Linked DNA regions of Triticum aestivum: region 2 is linked to region 1. A link is a contact called in public Hi-C data. All regions are on one chromosome and are shown on one strand. Each heading gives the region's core, a stretch centred on a gene start, on an enhancer-like site or on the middle of the called end of the contact. The rest is flanking DNA. Distances are from core to core; before and after follow the strand shown. Region 1 holds the start of LOC123148741 (probable xyloglucan endotransglucosylase/hydrolase protein 23). Region 2 holds the start of LOC123148742 (inositol polyphosphate multikinase IPK2).

What was found. A called contact is a pair of places that touch in the nucleus more often than the background predicts.
Region 2: a Hi-C map of leaf shows a contact between it and region 1, with 10 times the contacts expected there. The contact joins the promoter of LOC123148742 here to the promoter of LOC123148741 in region 1. A contact is called at or near these places in 2 of 5 Hi-C or Micro-C datasets (both in leaf).

The regions. Positions count from the first base shown.
Region 1 is chr7A:624,060,097-624,065,848 of IWGSC CS RefSeq v2.1, forward strand. It overlaps LOC123148741 (probable xyloglucan endotransglucosylase/hydrolase protein 23), which reads right to left and starts at 3,058. Exons shown (of 3, transcript XM_044568229.1): 1 at 2,699-3,058; 2 at 1,419-1,612; 3 at 729-1,315. The coding sequence starts at 2,974. The coding sequence ends at 898.
Region 2 is chr7A:624,282,849-624,288,600 of IWGSC CS RefSeq v2.1, forward strand. It overlaps LOC123148742 (inositol polyphosphate multikinase IPK2), which reads right to left and starts at 3,119. Exons shown (of 2, transcript XM_044568230.1): 1 at 1,975-3,119; 2 at 861-1,196. The coding sequence starts at 3,104. The coding sequence ends at 2,016.

The sequences.
Region 1 (5,752 bases), core at 1,808-4,307:
CCATAAACCAGCGGTTCCAATTGAGGCCTCTCGTCGCTTCCTCGCCAGCTATGTGTCATCGCTATTGTCGTTGGAACAATACCCTGATGCGGACCTGACCAAAGGTAAACAGGTGGTGGATTATTTTGGTGAGCCCATATGGAAGCAGAAGGTCATACCACATGTGGAACATTGGACACCGCCAGCCCCCGGCCGCGCAAAACTCAACGTCGATGGGTCCTTTTTGCTCACGGATGGTACCGCTCGTGGGATGCTTCTCCGTGATCACACTGGGGCTGTGATGCTTGCTGCAATCAGAGGTTTTGGGAACTGCATGGACACGTTGGAGGCCGAGTTGGCAGCAATTCATGAAGGTATTATTTTAGCCCTCAATTGGACTACACTGGACATTGTGGTGGAGACCTATTGTGCCGAAGCTGTACAAATGATCTCAGCATCTGGGCAAGATTGATCAGCACATACTCATAAAGTGATGGAGATCAGATCGCTACTGGCTTAAGAAAGGAGGATCCATATAATCAAGATCAGGAGTAGTGTAAACATAGCTAGCCATACTCTTGCTCAAATGGGACGAACGCAACAGCGGACTGCGTGCTGGTTGCGCATGCCTCCCGACGAGATTGTGAGCATTGTTGCTGCTGATTGTAATCATAACCTGATAAATGAAACTCTCTTTCCCGCAAAAAAAAAAGAAACTTAAATCGATTTGAAGCGCCTAACACAAAAGCTCATCGAACGAGGAGAAACAAAGCGCTCCGATCATTTGTGTTTTTCCGCTCTTTACATTCTGCCGGCAGCAAATCCAATCCCTGCATGCAAACGAGTCACGAGACAAAGCGTACTCTCTCTACCGCCTAGGCTACGCATGAACGAACTGATGGACGGCATCAGACCAGATCAGATCCTGCCGATGGGGATGATGCACTCGGTGGGGAACGCGTGGGGGTACCGCTTCCGGTCGGCGCAGTAGTCGTAGGTCATGTAGTTCATGCGCACCCAGTTGAGCGTCATCCAGCTCCACCAGTCCAGCCGCTGCGCCATCCACGACGACGCCGACGACGGCAGGTGGTCGCCGCCGCACCGCGTGGGCGACGCCTCGCCTTGCCAGACGCAGGCGCTGGTCGCGTCGAACCGCCGGTACGCGGCCACGAAGGGCGCCTCGGACCAGTCCGTCTTGACGCGCCCGCCCTGCGTCGCCCACTCCTCGGCGTTCCAGATGCTGGCGAAGACGTGCACCGGCTGCCGCGTCGGGAACGGCACCCCGTTCGCCTCGTTGTTCTTGAACACCCGGATCGGCGTCCCGTCGATGTACAGGCTGCATTCGATCAATCAATCGACAAGATCATGCATGTCAGGAAGGATGATGGATGGACCATTGATGAATGATGAAGATGGTGCTGTGGAGAAGAGATCTGTACATGATGTTGAGCGGGTTCCAGAGGATGGAGTAGGTGTGGAAGTCGGCGGTGGGGTCGAACCAGAGCACGAACTGCTGCTCCCGCTCGCCCTTGCCGTCGCTGAAGATGTTGGTGTGCAGGATGTAGGGCTCGCCGCTCACGTTGCCCAGGAACTCGAAGTCCACCTCGTCGTGCCGCGCGCCACCCGTGCAGATCTGCACCAACGTCGATTATCTTTCTTATTAGTTATACACTGAAATGGAACGCAAAGAAGATTTAACGTGGACACCATGAACTACATATGCTCAAAGGGGCACAACAATTCCAGATTCTGTCGCCCGAAGAATACAGAATCAAGGTTGCTTCTCCTGAAGAATACATACAATATTCAGATAGTGTTTAGTCGGCCTTAGTGGAATCCACGTAAGAACAAACCTGGCTGTTCATGCCTAAGAATAGCCTGGCTAGTTCACCATGACTACTTATGCCCGAGAAAATTATTGTTTTCCCCTCCTCAAAACGGCAGAATAGTTTCAGATTCTGTCGCCTGAATAATGCAGAACCAGACTCTATCTCCTGAAGAATACAGTATTCAGATGGTGTCTAGTCGGGCTTACTGGAATTCACGTCTAAGACAGACCCGGCTAGTTGAGCATGAATGTTTCTTTAATAGAATTCAAGACTTAATTAAGACAATGTACACCATGTGTTAACTGCCGGGAGAGGACGATGCTCTCTCTCTCTCTGTTTTTTTATGGTGACGCTCTCACATTTTTCAAAAGAACATGAAATTCTGTCGTATCCTTAGGCTTTAGGACATGTAGGTACACACAATTAAGTGTAGCACGGCAGATCTGTGTCCCTACTGGTACTACTACTTGGCGCCCCAATTCATTGCAAAAGCCCAATTGAATTCATCAATTATGCAAACATTTATGCGTCAACCAGAACAGAATTCACTGCAGTTGGGCGTCAGTTAACCTCCCAATCGGCGAGCTTCTGAATTCACACTTGTTTCCTCCGGGGACTACGTTTTAGCGACAAATGCAGGGGACCCAAACAAGACAATTTTCACCTTAATCTGCTCGAGATTTTTTACCCTTTGCTTTCTCAAGCGAAATTCACCCTAGGAATGACGAGTGTCGAACTCGTGTGGGTAACTGGGCTGTCTGAACTCTGAACATGCCCAACTCTTTTTTTTACTACTCCCAGTTAACGAAATGGCCAATGCCGGTTAATCAGGCAGGCGGAAACGAGAAGGAAAATGCAGTCGACCAGCAGAGAGATCCATGTACACTTACGTAGAAGGAGGTGATGGTGCCCGCGGACTCGCCGGCGACGAGCCTGATGTCGAGGTCGAACCGCCCGAAGAGGTACCGGTCCTTGGACTCCAGCCTGGACCCGGTCTCCCGGTCCAGCGCCAGCTCCACCACCCGGCCGTCGTCGAAGAAGCGCGCATTGCGCTTCCCCCACACGGCGTCGAAGTCCCGGTGCAGGCTCCGGCTCCGGCCGGCCTCCACGGCGGCCGCCGCCAGCGCCACGGCCAGCAGCAGCCAACAGATGGAGCCGCGCGGCATCTCTCCTGTGGTTTTTGAAACGGGGTGGCGGTCGACGGCGAGATGTGGCGAGAAAGCGAGAGGAGTGGGGCGACGGGGGCTCGTGAACAATTTAAGGGCACCGTCGTGGGCGCTTTCGCCAAGTGCCAGCGGGTGCGGGGACGGGGCGGGCCGGCATGGGCGCCGCGTTTATGTGGCCACGGCCGTGTGGCCGGGACGTCGCGTCTCGGCAACACGACGGGGCTACAGAGTCGACGGCACCGGGGGATCGGGTCAGTGGGACATGCTGTGTGCCCGTGGCTGTATGGGTCGCGCTGGCTCATCTCTCCGGCAGCCGGCCGACGTGGCTGCTGTGCGATACGACGTGGCAGTCGCGCAAATGATTACTCGTATCTTTCACGGTGGCGTGCTGAAAACGGGCCGGCGGGGAGGGTGCATGACTGAGATGAGTGCGCGGCACGAAGCATCGGACGGGGGATGTGATCACGGCGGGCCGGCCGCGGCCGGTTGGTTCGGAGATTTGAATGCGAATAGCATCCCGGCTGGGTCGACCGAGCTGTGGCAAGCATTTACGTGCGCGGTGTAGGAGTAGGCGGCTGGACAGGGAAATATCTACTACTCCCTCTCTAGGGTGCTCCCGGTGCTCCAAACTCGGTAGCACATTTTAAAATATTTAAAAAATTCTAAAAAAAATCGAGCACATTGACACTACATCAATGTATGTTGTTAAAAAATTTTAAATCAAAATTTGAAACATTGCTCGAGATAGAAAAATGACAACATACTTTGATGTTGTGTCAATGTGATGGATTTTTTTCAGAATTTTTCAAACATTTAAAAATGTGCTACTAAGTTTTGAAGCATCAGGAGCACCCTAGGGATAAGAGTACCAGATATTTCCTCGGGGCTGGACGACGCCCATCGACGGCGATCCGCGGGAACAGCGTAGGCTGGGGGCCCCGCGTGCGTGGTGCTACGGCACCTTTCACATGGCTGCGCGCCTCCGCGCCTGCGCCACTGCACCGTGTTCTTGATTTTTTTTATTCAATATTTTTGATGTTGCTAAATGTGCATACCACACATGACTCCGCCACGACACGAGCTGGATCAAGCTCGTGCGTCGCCGCCGTGTGGTTCCATTCGGACAGGAACCTTACGATCACGAAACATAACGTATATGTGCTTTAAATGATACTTCCTTCGTTTTGAATTACTTATCGCATGTATGGATGTATTTAGATGTATTTTAGGTCTAGATACATCCATTTCTGTGATGAGTAATTTGAAACGGAAGGAGTAGGCACCAAGGAAACTTTGGCGAGCTCCTTCCTGTGCAAAGTGGCGCCAATTTGACGCAATAGCCGTTGAGTCAAGATTACTCACTATAGTTGACCCTATAACAAGGCTTTGAAAGCATATGACGGGCGTCAGTTGTCCCAGTTTTGCGAGAAATGGGGCTAAGCTTTTCACTGGAGTTTCAAAACATTGAGATGTCTGACATGGTGATGATGTACCATATATAATGTCCGCTCACAGTTGTTAGGTTGTGCGTGCATGTGGGTTCGTTCATAAGAATGAATGTATGTGCATATGTATGAGCCTTCGCGTCTGTAATGTGTTCAAAATTTTGTTACCCAACATGGCTACATTGTCGGGCCATTACACCAACAATGTTGTATTTCCCATTTTATTATTTTTGTTCTTTGTTTTCCCTAGCAAAAATATATTAGTCTCGAGATATCCTAGAACATTTTTATGAACACTTGAATACTTATGCTCTAAACATCAATATCAATTCAAGAAACATGGTTATTATTTCCCTAAGGAAATAACATATTTGTTTTTGTAAAACAATATGTACATTTTTTTGTCATATATTTAATTTTATTCTTGCAAAAGTTTCACACTCAAGAATATTAAGAACTTTATAAGCACTTTTAAATTGCACAAACCATTTGAATTGTGTAACCATGTATTTCTTGAAATATATTATCATTATTTACTTATTTATTTATTGATTAATTAATATTAATAGAATCGGTAATCCACGACCGAGTCCAGGTTGATCCGCTACGATGAATAGTAAACTCATAAAAAATGCATAACAATTCAAAAAATACTTAAATTTGTTGGCATCTAAGATGCTCTAATGCACTAGGCGCGTGAAATATTTTCATGGTAAATTGATATTGAAGGAATTATCAACAAGAAAAAACAAAACCAGGCATTAACAATGCACTTTTTCAAAGTTTCTTTGACATTCAAATTTTGCTTTTTTCTGAGAGCTTCTCGGATATCATTTCACCACAAACTTTTGTAGACACTAGCATTTGAGCATCTTGATTAAAAACATTTTTTTTTGAATTTACTACTTTTTTATGAATTTACTGCTCACATGTAGGGGAGCTAGGTTTATGGCTCGCTACAAGCGACACAAAAGCTAGCCACTTTTTTGGGATGATATTCGACCATGAAAAACATGGGCTAGGCTGATACCTCATGTCATGTGGTTTGCCGAGAAGATAGAACTTTCAAACAAATTAATTTTTGGACTCTAGATTCTGCAAATCGTATCCCAACCTTGTCCAAAATACGCATGACCACATGCCCATCTGTGCTGGGTTGCGGCTCATGTCAGTTTATTTTTTGAGGGACCACTTTCTTATTTTGCATTCGGTTTTACCTTTGTGTTTTCCTTAATACTTCTTTTGGTTTTGGTTTTGTTTTTCCTACTTATTTTATTTTTAGTTTTCAGTTTTTATCATTAATTTCTTTTTCAAGAATTATTTATCATTTTTG
Region 2 (5,752 bases), core at 1,869-4,368, 220 kb after region 1:
GTGTTGTAAATGCTAGATGTAACCGGTATCAATATTAATAGATGCCAGATTTTTTATCATGGCAAATCGAACGTTTTTTCTGGCAATTTGTGTTTACTGAGGACGACAAGTTTAGTTGGCAAGCATGGTAAAGTCGCCTCTGTTTAAATTTCTTTTTTTTGTCAAAAAATTGTCGTGCTCGTAAACTAAATTTGTCATGCACAGGCCAACTAAAATTTCCATAAAAACATTTGATTTATCATGCTTAAAAAATGACATCAGATTTTTAGCATTACCAATTAATATTACATCACAATTTGTTGGAAAAAAATTGTTCATGTCCAAGCCCAATTTCGATTCCTCTCTATTCACCGCAAACTACCTCTAGCTTCTCTAGATGCAGAACCAATTCTCTGGCTGCAAAGTCTTCGTGGCATCCTTAATCCTCAACTTTGTCCAAGTGACAGAGAATATTCTGTTATCCTCTTTTGAGGTTTGTGCAATCCGACCGATTTCGTGACCGCCATGATCAATTCTTATTTATTTTCTAATACAATTTCCTTCCATCGTCAGAGAATCCTAGCCAAACCGCATTGCAACCTATCAAAAATAGCCATGAAATGATTAGCATTATTACAACTCCGACGAGTGTGAGTAATACAAGAATTCCTCTCCTCCATAGTAGTACGAATGATCTCTCTAACAATAAATGAGTCACTAGTTGCCAATACCTTCCTTGATCATCGAATCAACATCTAGACTATCTGATTCAACATCAATGGGTAAATTGCTTCATTGAAGTGCCAATGAAATTCCCTCTTCTATAGCTACCAGTTCTGCTTCCAAAGCATCAGTGCAGGCGTAAAGATGTCTGCAAGAGCTAAGAATAATTGCACCTTCAAAGCATCAGTGCCGTTTCTTTCGGAAAGGGAGAGAAAAACCTCAGCCCTCTACATACAGTCATTATATTACCTCAACGATTTCAACACTCAATGTAAGCAAACAAGGGCCACAAAAGGCAAAAAAGCACAAGGGCTAGCAAAACCGAGAACAAATAAGATACAGAAGAGACCCGTGTTTCTACAATCTTATTACTGAACCCCCATCGAAAATGGTTGAACATAGCCTAAGCGACCATCCCCCAAAGCCGTGCACTTTCCACACCTCTGCAAGCTGAAGGATCATGGAAGAATCCAACTAGTGACTGGATATATTACCTGCAAATATTTTGAAACTTCCGTTAGATTAAAAATAGAATCATTTTTGGCAGTTTAATATTCCCATATTAAAGGTCATATTGCTATGTGGATTTGTGCTTCGAGGCTAGGATGAAGAACCCACCAACCAACATCCGAACATATTCTTTATAGTCGTGTGTCGTGGCAAAATAACAGAGCAGTGTAGCAAAAGGGCGAATAACTTCTTGAGCTGTTTGGTTTGAGGATCCAAAATTGGTTGAGCATACTGTTCGTGACAGTGTGATCTTGTAAACGGCAGAAGTAACCGGTATCAACTTGAAGCTTGTTACCTCCGTTCTAAAAGAAGTGTTTCGACTTTGTACTAACTTGAGAGTAGTATATAACAATTTATTGGGGAAAAAGTGTTCGTGTCCAAGCCCAATTTTGCTTCATTTCTATTCACCGCAAACTACCTCTTCTCTAGATGCAGAACCAATTCTTTAGTTGCAATGTCTTCGTGGCATCCTTAATCCTAATTTTGTTCAAGTGACAATATTCTATTCGATTATCCTCTTGTGAGGTTTGTGCAATCCCACCGATTTTGTGACCACCATGACAGCAGAATCAATTCTTGTTTTCTTCATTTTCTACAATTTCCTTCCATCGTTGGAGAAGACAATGTACTACTCTACTAAAGACCATGAGCAATTTTGTCACTCTACTTTACATCCTTCTTTTGATTACTCACTCGGTATCTAGTACCAATGGCAGATCTGACAAAGCGAAAAGAACAATAAACAATGGCCGTAGATTTTACCTTTTGTACTGTATCAGCTCCCAAAGTGCTCCAGGATCTCCTCAAGACTGAACCGGAGGCGCCTTGTCAGAAGAGACAATGTCGTCTATGAACTTGATGAGGGAGCAGAGGCCGCCCAAGAAGTTGTGGTCGATCACCCCCTCGCTCTCCACCACATGCGCGAAGTCCACCAGCTTGACCCTCGGCGCGCCGCCGGGCGCGGTCACCGCGTTGGCGTCGTAGCTCAGCAGCACCGACGCCGAGTAGAAGTGGAACAGCGTCTGCACCTCGAACCACGCCTTGAGCTCGCGCAGCTGCGCCAGGACCCCGCCCTCGCCCCCGTACACGGCCGCGGCCAGCGCGCAGTCCTCGCCGCCGACCGACGACACGTAGCGCCGGAGCATGCGGCGGACGCCGGGGATGTCGGTCCCCTTGAGCTCCGACCTGTCGGGCCGCCAGACGGCGCCGCTGGGGTCGGAGACCATGACCCCGGACACGCGGAAGCCGAGGAGGACGCTGGTGGAGCCGCGGTCCTTGGCGAGGCACTTCTCGACGTAGGGCTCCGGCGCGCGCGGGGGCCACGTGCAGGCGCCGATCTTGATGTCGGTGACGGAGGGCGCGGCGAGGCCCTTGAGGATGTCGTCGAGGATGAGGTGCGGGTGGGACTCGCCGGGGGAGGCGGCGGTGGGGAGGAGGCGCGTGCCGTGGAAGCGCGGGAAGAAGGCGTCCCGGATGCGGGGCGGCACGTCGGGGTGGGCGGAGAAGGCCGTGTAGAAGGCCAGCTCCTGCTCGCCGCGGTCCAGGGCCTGCAGCGGCTTGTAGAAGAGGCCGGCGCCGTCGACCAGCGGGCCGAGCTTGTCGGGCGCCGCGCGGTGGCCGGCGACCTGGTGCTCCGGGGCGCGGAGATCGGACATGATGCCGACGATGCGGGGCGGGGCGGCGGGTGGGGTGGTTGGGGAGGCCGCCACGGGGATATAAAGGGCGTCGAAGCTGGAAATCTTTTTCTCCAAGAGGCAAAGGGGGCCGGAAATCGCCGTGTTGTGCGATTTGTTTTGTATGTTTTCCTCTGCCTCTACGCTGCGAGTTGACTTGTTCCTTGAAGTGTTGCACGGCGGGTGCGGTGCCGGCCTCCGCAAAGAATCCTGGCGCATCGGCGGCAGTCGACATGCAGAACCGGATCCTGCATTCCAGCATCGCCGTCGACATGTGCAGCAGCTCTCTTCGTCGTGCTGCCTCGCTGCAGATTCAAGTTTTGGAAAGAGAGGTGGATCATGGTGCACGTGTACGTGTCGTTTGTGTCACGATAGATCACTGTGTGACCATGTGCACGTAAATCTCGATGGCGAGACAGGATGGCCGTGCATCTCACGGGGGGCGGAGCCAAGCCAGAGTAGATTACAAAAAAATCATCATAATTATGCGACACCCATCAAAATGCATGTTTTCTGGTGGTTTTTTCATGAAGCATTTATAACTTTGACTGGATTATGGCGGGTTTTTGCAATTTACTCGCGCAGCCAGGATTGGCCCAAGTCCCGGCCCCAGACTTGCTATAGTGCCACTGCAGTGTCAAACAGTGCACAACATGTTACAGTCAAGGAAGAATTTTTTTCCTAACGCCCTGGCCTAGGTCCCTCGGCCTGGGTTTTGTCTCCCCCACAACATCTCGTTGTAAATCTGACGTCGGATTTTTAGAATTCCGGTCTGAACGCTCTGCCTGTCGTTCGTTATGGAACACAGATTTTGATGTGTTTTAAGCCATGTCAGATAATCAAGGCGTTCGTTAAGGATGCGTTTGGTCGGCTGCATAGAGCCCAACGAGGGTCGAGCATGATGAAAATGGCACGTGTGGTTGCGTACAAGTAGGTTGACTCGTATTCGCACGATACTTAAAGCATCCCAGAGCTTGGCTCACTAGGAACGCTTGAACCGGCAGCTTCCAGGCAACCAGGCTAACTCGGGCGCAAAAGCTGGTGCAGGGAGGATTCAAACCGAGATGGCTGGAGAGGTGGAGGCGGGATGGCGCGAAATATACCCCCGCCCTCTCACATTTACTTGCTTACCCTTGGCTCCAGGATAAGCCCTCCTCTGCTATTGGCACCTGCGGCGGTGACGACTCAGACCAACGGTTGCGACGGCGATGACGGTGTCAAAACCGGCGGATCTCGGGTAGGGGGTCCCGAACTATGCGTCTAAGGTCGATGGTAGCAGGAGACAGGGGACACAATGTTTACCCAGGTTCGGGCCCTCTCTATGGAGGTAATACCTTACTTCCTGCTTGATTGATCTTGATGAATATGAGTATTACAAGAGTTGATCTATCACGAGATCGTAATGGCTAAACCCTAAAAGTCTGGCCTGTCTGACTATGATTATGAGCATCCCCGTCTACGGACCTAGCCCTCCGGTTTATATAGACACCGGAGGGATCTAGGGTTACATAAGGTCGGTTACAGAGAAAGGAATCTTCATATTTGGACGCCAAGGAGAGTCCCATCCGGACACGGATAGAGTGTTCGGTCTTTGTATCTTTACAGCCCATCAGTCTGGCCCATGTCTAATAGGCCAGACGCCTGAGGACCCCTTAGTCCAGGACTCCCTCAGTAGTCCCTGAACCGGGCTTCAATGACGAGGTGTCCAGCGCGCAGATTGTCTTCGGCATTGCAAGGCGGGTTCCCCTTTCCGAATACTCCAAGACAGTCTTCGGACGCAATGAACGTGTCCGGATCTGCAACACAAGTACTCCACACAACCGCAGAGAGTATAATATATCACGAGTCCAATCCATCGACAACTTTTTGTAATGTGACATCACGCTTGCCCGGTCATTATTTCGAACCGTTTCTTGTCCCGCCGTTCCACATTTCAAGGCATAGTTTTTATTGACACGTCTTGTCGAACCAGAGATCGTGTCCCCTTATTGTGGGATTCTCATCAATACGGGCGTGGGTAACCCAACCGTTCCATTGGAATGATCCCTTCGGAATAGGCAGGTTTTCGGGCTTAGGAGGATGCGTTCTATATCCGTTGCCTTTGTAAAGGAGCCAAGGGTCGTCTTATTTTACGCCGACCCTTTCCTCAGCACTTCCAACTTCGAGTTACAGCACCCGAGGTTCGACTCCATTGCTTCAAGCTGCCCAATCATGTCCGTACCCAGCCTCCAGGGTCGATGGGTGGCTTCCTCTGTTACAGAGGAGGACATTGCGAAGCTTCGTGCGGCCATATACCTGACCGCGGAGATCCCCCACAGGCTTCCTGCTCGAGGACAGGTTATTCATACTCCCAGATCCAGCGAGAGGGTTGTATTCATCTTCCATTTCCTGCGAGGGCCAGGATTCGCTCTTCATCCCTTCGTCCGGGGCTCATGTTTTACTACAGACTAGATTTCCACGATCTAGCCCCAGATTCTTTCTTCCACATCTCGACGTTTATCATCACGTGCGAGGCATTTCTCCGTATTGCCCCACACTTCGGCTTATGGCTCAAGACCTTTAGTGTGAAGCCGAAGGTAGCCAATGGGGAACACGCGGAGTGCGGAGGTGCTACAGTGAGCAAGCTTACTGTCGGTGCCAAAACCGGCGGATCTCGGGTAGGGGGTCCCGAACTGTGCGTCTAAGGCGGATGGTAACAGGAGGTAGGGGACACGATGTTTACCCAGGTCCGGACCCTCTTGATGGAGGTAATACCCTACGTCCTGCTTGATTGTTCTTGATGATATGAGTATTACAAGAGTATGATTGTATGTTGTCCTACGGACTAAACCCTCCAGTTTATATAGACACCGGAGGGTGCTAGGGTT